Linked DNA regions of Lactuca sativa: region 2 is linked to region 1. Evidence: chromatin contacts called from public Hi-C data. All regions are on one chromosome and are shown on one strand. The core of a region is the stretch at or near the end of the contact, and the rest is flanking DNA. Distances in the headings are between cores, read along the strand shown.

What was found. A called contact is a pair of places that touch in the nucleus more often than the background predicts.
Region 2: a Hi-C map of leaf shows a contact between it and region 1, with 3 times the contacts expected there. The contact joins the promoter of LOC111905528 here to the promoter of LOC111905527 in region 1. A contact is called at or near these places in 2 of 4 Hi-C or Micro-C datasets (both in leaf).

Annotation. Positions count from the first base shown.
Region 1 is chr1:232,232,451-232,238,145 of Lsat_Salinas_v11, reverse strand. It overlaps LOC111905527, which reads left to right and starts at 2,647. Exons shown (of 5, transcript XM_023901210.3): 1 at 2,647-2,805; 2 at 3,942-3,995; 3 at 4,800-4,903; 4 at 5,413-5,451. The coding sequence starts at 2,730.
Region 2 is chr1:232,414,334-232,420,028 of Lsat_Salinas_v11, reverse strand. LOC111905528 (probable hexosyltransferase MUCI70) reads left to right here and starts at 3,171. Exons shown (of 10, transcript XR_006184403.2): 1 at 3,171-3,741; 2 at 4,158-4,406; 3 at 4,507-4,717; 4 at 5,508-5,617.

The sequences.
Region 1 (5,695 bases), core at 1,398-3,897:
AGATGAACCTGGTGTGACGGGTAAGACCGGGAAGATGAAGAACAAAAAAACACTAACAAACTCATGTAGGTTTCTTTGAATATGTAGTTGTTTGTTGATCCAGTTATATGTTCCATTTTGCAATTATGTCCCTTAGGATTTATATGCAAATATTAAGATTCTGTGTTTCAAATTTCTATCTATTTTTGATTGGTTTGATCTTACAAATTAAGAAAACACAAGGTTACGAAGGGCACGGATTACATTAACTGGATCAAGAGCAGTAATGAATTGAAGACAGAACTAGAAACTTAAGTTAGAAAAACTTCCAAAATCATAGGAAAAAAAAGGTTTGGATTGCTTTATTTTTCTTCTTAATTCAGTTCCCGAAACTCATATTTAAGTTTATTTGATTTTATATTTTGGGAATCTTTATGTATACCATCTTTAATTCATTTTTCTACGAATGGGAAGGAATTGAGATTATTTTCTCTTTTTAATTCCTTTAGATTTTGCTTTGTATTAAATGGTTTATGATGGATTATGGGTTTGCTAAAACGGAAAAGTTTAATTTATAGTCTTAATGGTGTAATTGTGTTCATCTCTCCATGAAGAATTATCTTCAACAATTATACTTTTTTCTGAAGCTTTTTTATATATTTGATGATTCAGATGGCCATGGCCAGTTTTTATATAGAAGGCAAGCTAAGGGTTGGATGTAATTCAGACTTATGGTTTCTGGAATGGATACGAAATACAAGAGATGCAAATATAACCATTTCTTTTTTCTTTTATAAGTAATCATTTTTTCTGACTGTTAAGTGTATGTGTATTATATATTATAACAATCAATATACTTTGTTCAAATTTACTCACATGAGGCCCTACCATGGATATGCTTAGTACCAAAAAGTACAAATTTTTTTGTCAACTTACCGGTTTACTTAATTTGAAGATGATAACATTTGTTTTAAACATCTATCTTTATAAATTCTTCATTCCCATGTGATATCGACTACTGTCATCTTAAAACTAATATTCCTTTTAGTATGTAGTAATAATAATAATAATAATAATAATAATAATAATAATAATAATAATAATTAATGATGATGATTATGTTAATTTTACTATCTTTTTTAGTGGAACTAACTTGGTATTTGTTGTCTAGGCTAAAATGATGAAGCTTTGATTGCTTGTAGAAGATTCCGCTTCTCCAAAACCTTCTTTACTTGTAGTGGAGGAAAAGTAGGTATTTTCTTCTTCGATCCCATCTATAAATTTGTTTTAAATTGTAACTTTTCACCGTGTTTTTCAATGTGTTGGATGTCATTGACTATTAAGGTAAATTGCTCAATTTAGATAACTAACTTATACTAATGACTAATGATTTGCTTCTATTTAAGTATTTGACCAAATCATGGATGGGCACGAAAATCATATAATAAGAGACAAAAGTAAATCCTCTTATGATTATAGTAAAAATGTATTATAAGATTTTTTTAAAGTTAGAATCTCTATGGTTTTATAATTTCTGTAGGCATTAAACTTTGTTGAAGGATTAGACATGACTTGTGATTTTATAATGGTCGGATCCAAATCATGTTTTATAATTATTATTTTGCAAGGGTAAGTATGTTGTTATTTTCATCTCTATTATGTACTAATTATAATGTTTGTTGGAACATTTTTTTTAGGTAATGAATTGGAAGAGAGATAAAGCTGTCAGAGGAGATGGAAGTTTTTTAGCATTATGTTTATTATTTGTGGAGAATGTATTTAAAATTTAAGAAGGTTCTTGTTTTCAAAATTGTATAGACAATGAGATTATATAAACAACAAACTATAATTCATTTATCATTCGACCCGTTCACCGAACATGTATTACACTAGTTCCTATAATACATTGAGTAAACTATATTGAAGATAATGTTTTTCATGTTATTGGTCTCCATCTCTAGTACTTTTAATTTTTGTATTTAATATCTTAAACAATAAATTCTATAAAATGACGATGTGTTTTTTTTTCTCTATCAAATGTAGTTTTTTTTAAACAAAGTAGTGCATTTTAATAAGATATTTAACAAAATGGTGTTGTTTTCAAAATATTTATCATTTAGGTTAAATTTTATACCAAATCAAAATTAAAAGGTGAAATAAAAAAATTGACTTATGATGAGAATTTACTTTTTCGTTTTGTTCATATTTGAATAACTTCGTTTTTTAACACATCTAGGTAATGAATTTGATGAAAGTATTTTACATATAACAATTATGACAAGATGTAACATGTCACAATCTATCATAAGAGTTTTATGTGAACATTTCCAAAAAATTTATTAATTAGATTTATACAAAAAAAATACTTATGTTAGTATGTATAAACTCAACAAACAAAAAATAATTATTTTAATAAGCCAATTTTGAAATAACTTGGAAAAGTTAAAGTCCATTTATGGACAAGTTAAAGTCCATTTTTGATGCCGATTTTGACCCATTATACTTGTAACAAAACTATACAAATGAGTATGCAAAAGGTACAACTGATCGATGCGTTGTCCAAGGGTTTGGTCCAGGTCGTAATACCGAAGGTACACATGACGTCATCTTTTAGACTGAAATGACGGAAATACCCATGCGCTTACAATGTTCTTCCACCTCTTTCCCCCAAAAATTTCTCCCTCGTATTTACCACCATCGTCTTCCTCTCGAAACCAAGGAGACCAAAATTCTAGAATCTAGAGAGAAAGATGATTCCTCAACAATGGACACCTCCATGCGGAAACCAATGCACCAATAAATACGCAGCGTTGATGCAGATTCCTTGTAGGTTTTCTGTTTCCCCCTGTATATTTCTTGATTCGCGTTACCATTTCTGGATTAACACCATGAATTGATGGTTTCTGTGTGTATTTATGTTTGCAACATTGTATATTTAGTTTAATCGGTGCTATATTTGCTTTGTAACAGTGTTTGTTTACCCCAATATAATCGGGGGATTACGAATTGAAATCGGTGCTCCCTTCTTTCCATAAAACAGCTACATTTTCATTTTTGTGCGAAATTGATAGTAATTTTTTTTATGTGTTACTTGTTATAGGTTATGACGCAGTTAAAAATTTCTTTCCTTAGGATCTTACATGAAGTTCGATTTTGAAATTTTTTGTTGGAATTCATATCTTCCCTGAATGCATTGGATGTGTTTATGATATTGGCTTCCAGTTTCTTTATTAGATGTTGCATTTGTTTGTTGTTTCCATCAGTGTTCACATCATCTTGAATTCGTTCCTATTATTATTCACAAGGGCGTAATTCTATGTGAACTAATATGCCAATTTTTGTGACATTTATGATTCTTAATTCTTGACATGGGGTTTTCTCTGAGGACAAAAATTAATACTAACATTACAAATTAAAGATTTTGCCAAGTATTTCTATGGTTTCTTTACAATTTTGTATTCAAAGTTTTCAACACCATTTCCTCGAGATATTATATACAATTTTGAAGTTTGACCAAGTTATTACCAAATAAGTGTTATTTTTACTGAAAACAATTTACACATAATAGTCATTATCTTCTCTAAATCCAACTGAGTCTAAATTTTTGGTGTATTTGGTAATAAGACAAGCTTAGATACTTCTGGATAATATACTAATAGTGACATCACATGTGGTAATTAACACTTCAAAACATGATTTTCTTCTTTTTATTTCACTTTTTGAGCATGTGCTTATTTATTTGAGAAAGATACGTATATATAACGGATTCTATTTTCCATTCATTGTTGTCATACTTTTCATATCGGACATTTTTGACCTATTATTAACACCTCATAGATGTCTTGATCCGAATACGTATAAAATCATTTTTGAATTTGATCATTGTCCTTTGACATATAAATAAATTTGTTATTCTTTTTCATAATAACCTTTGGGACCTGTCCTGTGTCTGAATATTTCAGGGAGGGTATTCTGTAAGAAAGGGTGTAATGCTGATGGTGATACATGGGAGGAATGTAAGTCTCAGTTTCTTGCTTTGCTTCTTTCTTTTGTTAATCTCCATTGGTTTTCTTTATTAAAATATATCTTTATTACGTTTTTGGTCCCTGAGTTAAGCTGATTTATAAAATTTCCATCCCCAAAAAGTGTTCTCTTGCAGTTTTGGTCCTTATATGAGTTTTTTTTTTTTTTTTTTTTTTTTTAACATTTTTGGTCCCTATTCCAAGTAAGTTGACTATAATATTCTTGGGAACATAATTGCAAGAGTAAATTACACGAATGGTCCCTATGGTTTGGGGTAATTTGCGTGCTTGGTCCCTAACTTATTTTTTTTAACTCGGAATGTCCCTACTATTTGTTTTTGTTATGCGCTTGGTCCCTGTATTACCTAAAAAAATCACTACATTATTTAAATAGGGAAAATTGGTGAGGTAGGTAAGGTAAGGTAAGGTGAGTGGGGTTGGGGTTGGGGATGGGGGTGTGTTTATCTAAATAGATTAAAAAATCAAGGGAAAAATAGTCTTTTTAGGTAAGACAGGGACCAAGCGCGTAACAAAAACAAACAGTTAGGGACCAAACACGCAAATTACCCTAAACCATAGGGACCATTCGTGTAATTTACTCTAATTGCAAACATCAGCTATATTTGGAGAAAAAAAATAGTCATTTTACTTGAAAAAGGGAATAAAAACGTTACAAGAACCTCAATAAGGAACAAGAGACAACTTTTTTGTATCAAAACTGAAAAAATCAGCCAAACTCAGGGACCTAAAATGTAAATCACCACTGGTCTTATTTTGTGTAAGTGTAAATATATTTAGGCTTGAGTGAGTGTGATGAGATATGCTACAAAGATCCAGTCTTGAAAGACCAACAATGGAGTGCTTACATTGATCGCTCCCCTGGTTCTGCTACTTACTCACAGGTTTTTTTATTTCTTCAACTTTGTGTGTGTAAAAAGACGTGAATGCCCTTATCCTCATTTCATCAAAAATAGCCCCATATGACCAATTTGGGATTTTAGGAGATAACATGCCCAAGATTTTACCATATTAATAATAATGAGTTTTAGGGAATGAGGGCAAATTTGTAAAAAATATGGACTTACTTAATGGGGAAAACCTCAATTATTGATTTTCTGTTTTAAGTCATTCTTTCTACATTAAGTAAAAAATAAATAAACAATTATATAATGACAAAACTGCACAAATGGTCCCTGTGGTTAGCTGAAAATTGCCACTTTGGTCCAAAAAGGTTTGGACTTTCATTTTGTTGCGAGTTTGGTCAAGTTTTCTATAAACTTTTTCATAATGACTATTTTGCCCTTATTTTTTTGTTCTTTTTCAGTTTTTTTTTATTTTTATTTAAATAGTTTTTCTGATTAAAAGAAAAAATAAAAAATAAAATTTGCATTTTCTAATACTTTGTCTTCAGGATTGCTTTCATGCTTGTGTCTCGGGCTGTGGTTATAAGGTCAGTTTTGTTTTTGTTTTTCTTTTCTTTTCTTTTTTGATTAATTTTAGACAAAAATGCAAAAATGGTCCCTGTGGTTTGCATTTTTTTTTCCGGGTTTTGGTCCAAACAGTGAAAATTTATAATTAATGATCCTTTTGACCATGTTTCTTTATGGATTTGGTCCCTGTTAAAATTGAAAAGTCTATTTTACCCTTTTAATTTCTTTTTCCCATTATTTGTTACTTTTTGGACCAAAACCCGG
Region 2 (5,695 bases), core at 1,922-4,421, 180 kb before region 1:
TTTTGCTATGTAGATACCTCATCGGAGAAGAAGAGAGACGAGCGGTTTGATGGTTCTGACGTCTGAAACTAGAGTTTTATCGAGCCACAGACATCATCGTCATCGCCGATGACGAACAGATCGAAGGCGTCATCAGATGAGAAGATAAAAGACAAAGGCGATGATGGTTCCGACGAAAAGCAAATAGAAAGAGGGAGAGATTGAGTCCGGTTTCCGACAGATCTACGTCGTCCTTAGAAGGGTTTCTTGTTCGCCGGAAAAATGATATCTTAGATTTTGCAATTGATTTCTCGATTTCTGGCAAACCCGACTCAGTTCATCTATCTTCTCAGTTCGTCATGCGCCCTTCGCCTCTTTCTCAGATCTATGGCACCAGAAACCCTAGCCTCAAACATCGAAACCCGCTTCGTCGGAAGCCTCCATCGCCGGTGGTGGTGGCTGCTGGTGAAGAAGATGAGCAACTTTTTGTGTGAAACGAGAAAGAGAGAGAGAGAGAGAGAGAGAGAGAGAGAGAGAGAGTTTGCATTTTTTTCTGTTATAAAAAATTATAAAAATAAAATAAAAAAGGAAAATTTTCTTTTTTATTTTTCTTGTAATCAGAAAAAAAATTTAAATAATAAAAAAAACTGAAAAAGGAAAAAGCAAGGGCAAATTCGTCATTATGAAAAAGTTCATAGCAAATTGAACCAAACGCGCAACAAAATGAAAAGTTTGGACCTCTGGTGTTAGTTCAAATATTTTTGGACTAAAGTGGTAATTTTGAGCAAACCACAATGACCATTTGTGCAGTTTAGTCAAAAACAAATGATAAAAATTAACGTATCTCCATTCTTAATAAACAAAACCATATTATACGTGTCAATCCTCTCAATGCATCTTTAGTCAAATGTAAAATTACCATTCTACCCTTATTTTTTAAATATCAGAGAAAACCTACGATCTACCCTTATTTTTTAAATATCAGAGAAAACCTACGATTTTAAATGATATGCATGAAATATGGAAACGGAAATTAGATATGGAAATATGGAAATTCTGAATTTTCAATATGGAATATATGGATGGTTATCGAATTGAATATGAAATCCATATGATATCGAATTGAATTGAATATGGAAATTAGATATGCTCAATTTATCTCAATACATACAATATGTTTCATTCTTTATAGCATCGTCTTTCCAGCAATTAAGCATCATCGACACTTCAGTTATCGCATATTCAATCAGCGACTTTGAATCCTTCGGTAATCGACACTTCAGAAACTTCAATCATTCGGTAAGTTTCTGCTTCTCAATTTTGCTTCTCAATGTGTATCTGTACGCTCCTGCTTCTCAATGTGTATCTGTAAGCTTCTGCAATTCACTCCCACTTTGAAAATCCATAAATTGCAGTCATGGTAATGTTTTTCAGTTAAGTGTCAGCAAGATTATGGTTGTGGACTGTTCACTTATAAACTGTAGATCGATCCATCTCAGTTTTTATATGATTGTGATTTGGCTTATAAGTTTCTACTGGTTTTCGCTTTCATATATATTTCTATTCAAATTCATATAATTCTCGGCGCACTTTGATTGTTCTTTCATTCGTTTTTCCCTTCTTGCTATTGGTTTTTTTGCTGCTGTCGAAGCTTCCTTCTTCTCCTTTTTGTTCTGGTATATGATACAATTAGAACTCAACAAATCCTGGCTTTTTTTTTGTTGATGTCGATTTTTTTTTGTGCTGCTGTGTTTTATTTTTTGTGCTATCTAGACTAGAAACAACAGCTTCATTCAAGGTATCACAAATCTTGCCTTTATTTTCCCCTTTGTTTGTTGTTGTTGTTTTTTTTAGCTGCTGATCTCGAATTCCCTTTGTTTTTGCTGATGCCCCCTTAACCTAAACATAGATACTTTTCATCTTAGAATTTTTAAAAATTTCGTTTACTATCTGTGTGAATGTGTGTGTTTGGTAGATGTGTGTGCACAATGAACTGTCCATCTTAGAATTTCATATTGCCATCATTTTGTTACAAACAAATCATCTAAATTTGTAAATGAATAGATGTTTGAAAATCATTAATTAATATTATGCCTTTGAAGTATCAATATAAGTTAAGCAGGAACTATCCTTGCAAGTGAGTAAATTTTTCTGAAAATTTACTATAATACCCTTTTGGCTGTAAATTGCATTATAGTAACATTTCCTTACTTTAATGTGATATGAGTTTCCTACAGTGTACTGTGAACCCTATCTTGTATATGAACATATCTATTTCTCCAGTGTATTAGTTTCACACTATTCTTATTTAAGCATTGTATTTTATAAGTACAATGCCATAATTTAGTTTTAGTTTCCAAATTAATTCGTAGCATAATCTAATTATGACTTTTTTATTTCTATTATGTGTAACTGAAAGATGAAGTTGACTAATGAATGTACTTTCATTTTACTTTTTACAAATATTTTGGTTAAACATCAACTATTCCTACAAATGAGTAAAATTTTCTAAAAATTACCATAATAACCTTTTGGTTCTAAATTGCATTAGAATTTAATTTCTTGACTTTGATGTGATATGATTTTGCTGCATACCCTATTGTAAACTCTAAAAGTAAAAGTATCCATTTGGAACCTGCTACCAAGGTAAGATTTTACATATGATGTTCAATTGGTTGTCTCTACTTTAAAAGTACATTGCTATAATTTATGCAAATGGTTATTGTTACTATTATCTAAAGTACATTGACTTTTATGATTTTTTGCTATAATATAGGAAAAAGTTGGAATTTTCTTTAGATTGTGTAATTTTATATACTTTTTTACAAATTTATATTAATATTAATTTTAAATAATCAATACAAATAATGCCAAAAAACTTGACTCTTATTAATAATATAAATTTGTTTTTAAACTTTTTACCCGTGGTTTCCACGGTGGTAACCTAGTAGTTAACTATTTATAATCAATCTTTCCGAAAAAAATACAATTTCAGATAATAAATATATTTAAAAAATTAATAAGGGTGTTTATATTGTAAGATAGGATCTGTTTTTAACCTACCCATAAAATTGATTACATTTGCTGCCAATTTAACGTGGTCAACTGGTCATACCAAGGATTTTGGGGTATTTTTATATTTTCTCTTAAAATTTAAGTGGATAATTTAGAATATTTGTAACTATTACCTACTCATAAGTCACAACTCACAAGGGGTTAACATTGAAGTTGAGAATGCTCTGATAAATCCCACAGAATCCCCAATTCAGATTTCCACGATCCAAACAGTTTTTGACAAGATTTGAAATAGTCAAATACGCAAGAATCTCTAGATCTGCTGCAGAAGAAGATGGTTTGGGGCTGCTAATCAGGTTTCGGATTTTTTAGAACAGGGAAAACTGGGACTAATCGTCTACTTGGTTTACTCAATAATTTCTCTACACTTTTAATCAACTAGAAGAACTAGGACAATGAGATGAGAGGGAATTTCAAATCTTGAAGGAAACATGATAACGAGTAATGGGTCATTGGATCTCTAAGACGATCAAGTAATGTGTCATTACAATCTCCATTAACAACAGAATTTGATCAATCAACGCCACCGGTTACTTACAGGAAGACCTCAAATTATGTTTATCGGTAAAGAGAAGGATGAGATGTTCATGTGGATCTTCAAATTCGCAGCTCGAAAGAAGCTTGGAATGCTGCTCCTGTGTTTTGTTTCAATAGCAGTCGTGTTGTGGATACTTTATGTCGGCAAGGGTTTGTTCTTCGTTTCTCTAAAATCAATCAATTATGGCTCTTACACACTAGCCTTTCGAGTGTTAAACCAGTTGAATTTCTGTTGAAATTATTCTATTCCTTTTGAAATAGTATCGACTTAGATCTATAAACAAAGGTATTAAACAACGAAATCTATTTCCGAATTCTGGATTTGGAAAGTGTTAGGTTTTAGGAACTTAAATTTATCCTCTTCAAAACTATGCCAAAACTCGCTTATTAAATGTGAATATGTAATTAGACAATATCAATCCACTTGGCTTCATAAGCAAAGCACTATTGTTATCATGATCATCGAATTCAACCATTAAATGCTGCTATACTTTTGAATTAGTTTTTATAGTATAAACAACTTGTGCCCTAAAATGAATATTCTTCATTCTTTTGGTTGTTTTCAGGTGAGGTTACACAAGAATTTGGCTCTGTGAGGAGCTTAGGGTTCATAAACATTTCAACTGTAGGATTTTCTGGACATTCTTCACCTAATGATGAAATAAAGATTACCATTTATAATGATAAAAAAATTACAAGTCAATCTCCTCCACCTCCTATTTATAATACCGGATATACCCTTCTTCCTGGGAACCCTTGTGAGACCTTTACATTGCCTCCACCACCAGCTGATAAAAAAAGAATTGGGCCACGTCGTAAGTTCATAAATTTCTTTTTTTTTTCCTTTATAATTTTAAATCCCTTAAAATATTCATCCACTTTTTCTTTCTGTTTTGACACTTTTCTATGTTTCAGCATGTCCTGTGTGTTATCTTCCTGTGGAAGAAGCAATTAAATTGATGCCAAAAGCGCCTTCATTTTCTCCTATTCTCCAAAATCTGACTTACATTCATGAAGAGAATTCAACTAAAAGTGAGTTTGGAGGCTCGGTTTTTGGTGGGTATCCTTCTTTAAAGCAGAGGCTTGAATCTTATGATGTTAAAGAGTCGATGAAGATTCATTGTGGGTAAGTTATCTCTGGAATCCATGATCATTTAACAAATGGAAGGAATGGAATCTGACAAAGGAATTGGAATATGAAGGAATTATAATCTTCCATGTGTTTGGTTGACATGAAATGAAATGAAATTCAATTGTAAAAACCAAATATTCTTTACAATCTTATTTATTTTTAAGGGTTAATCTCATAAAAGACCTTATATTTTGTGTTCTTTTTCTTGATTAAACCTCAACTTTATTTTTCGCGTGTATTTTTTCGTTTTTTCCGAAAAAACCATAAAATTTGTCTTTCTTTTTTTTTTTTTGAAAAAAACCCTCAACTTTCGAAATGCTTCCAAATAAACCCTCAACTTTTTTAGTTTTTCTCGAAAAACCCCTCACATTTTACAATTTTTTTAATGACTAAAAGGGCCAGATCGGAAAAAGTGAAAAAATACAAGGTCTTTTTCAGGAAAAAAAAATAAAGTTGAGGTTTAATCCGGAAAAAGCACAAAATACAAGGTCTTTTAAGTCTTATGAGATTAACCCTTTTATTTATATTTAAATATTTATTGTTTATAATAGATATATACAACTGACATTTTCATGTATTTTGGTTCTTTAATAGAAAAGAAAGAGTGGAATTGTATTCCTTCCACATTCCCATAGGAATAAGAAAATCCATAAACAATGGAATTATATTCCTTCCACTTCCATTCGTTTGTCAACCAAACCTTCCATGGAATGGAATCTTGAATTCCAATTCCATCAAATTCCTCAACCCAATGATTCTGTCACTGATTCTCTTGTGATTAAAGATTTGTCAGAGGAGATAAACCAGGACACAATACAGGATTTGACATCAATGATTCAGATCTTTTTGAGATGAATCAATGTCAAGGAGTTCTTGTTGCATCTGCAATATTTGGTATCTTTATCTATAAATCTTCTTTACATATTTTCCCGAAAAGACGAGAATGCCCTTCTCGTCCTCATCATACTCATG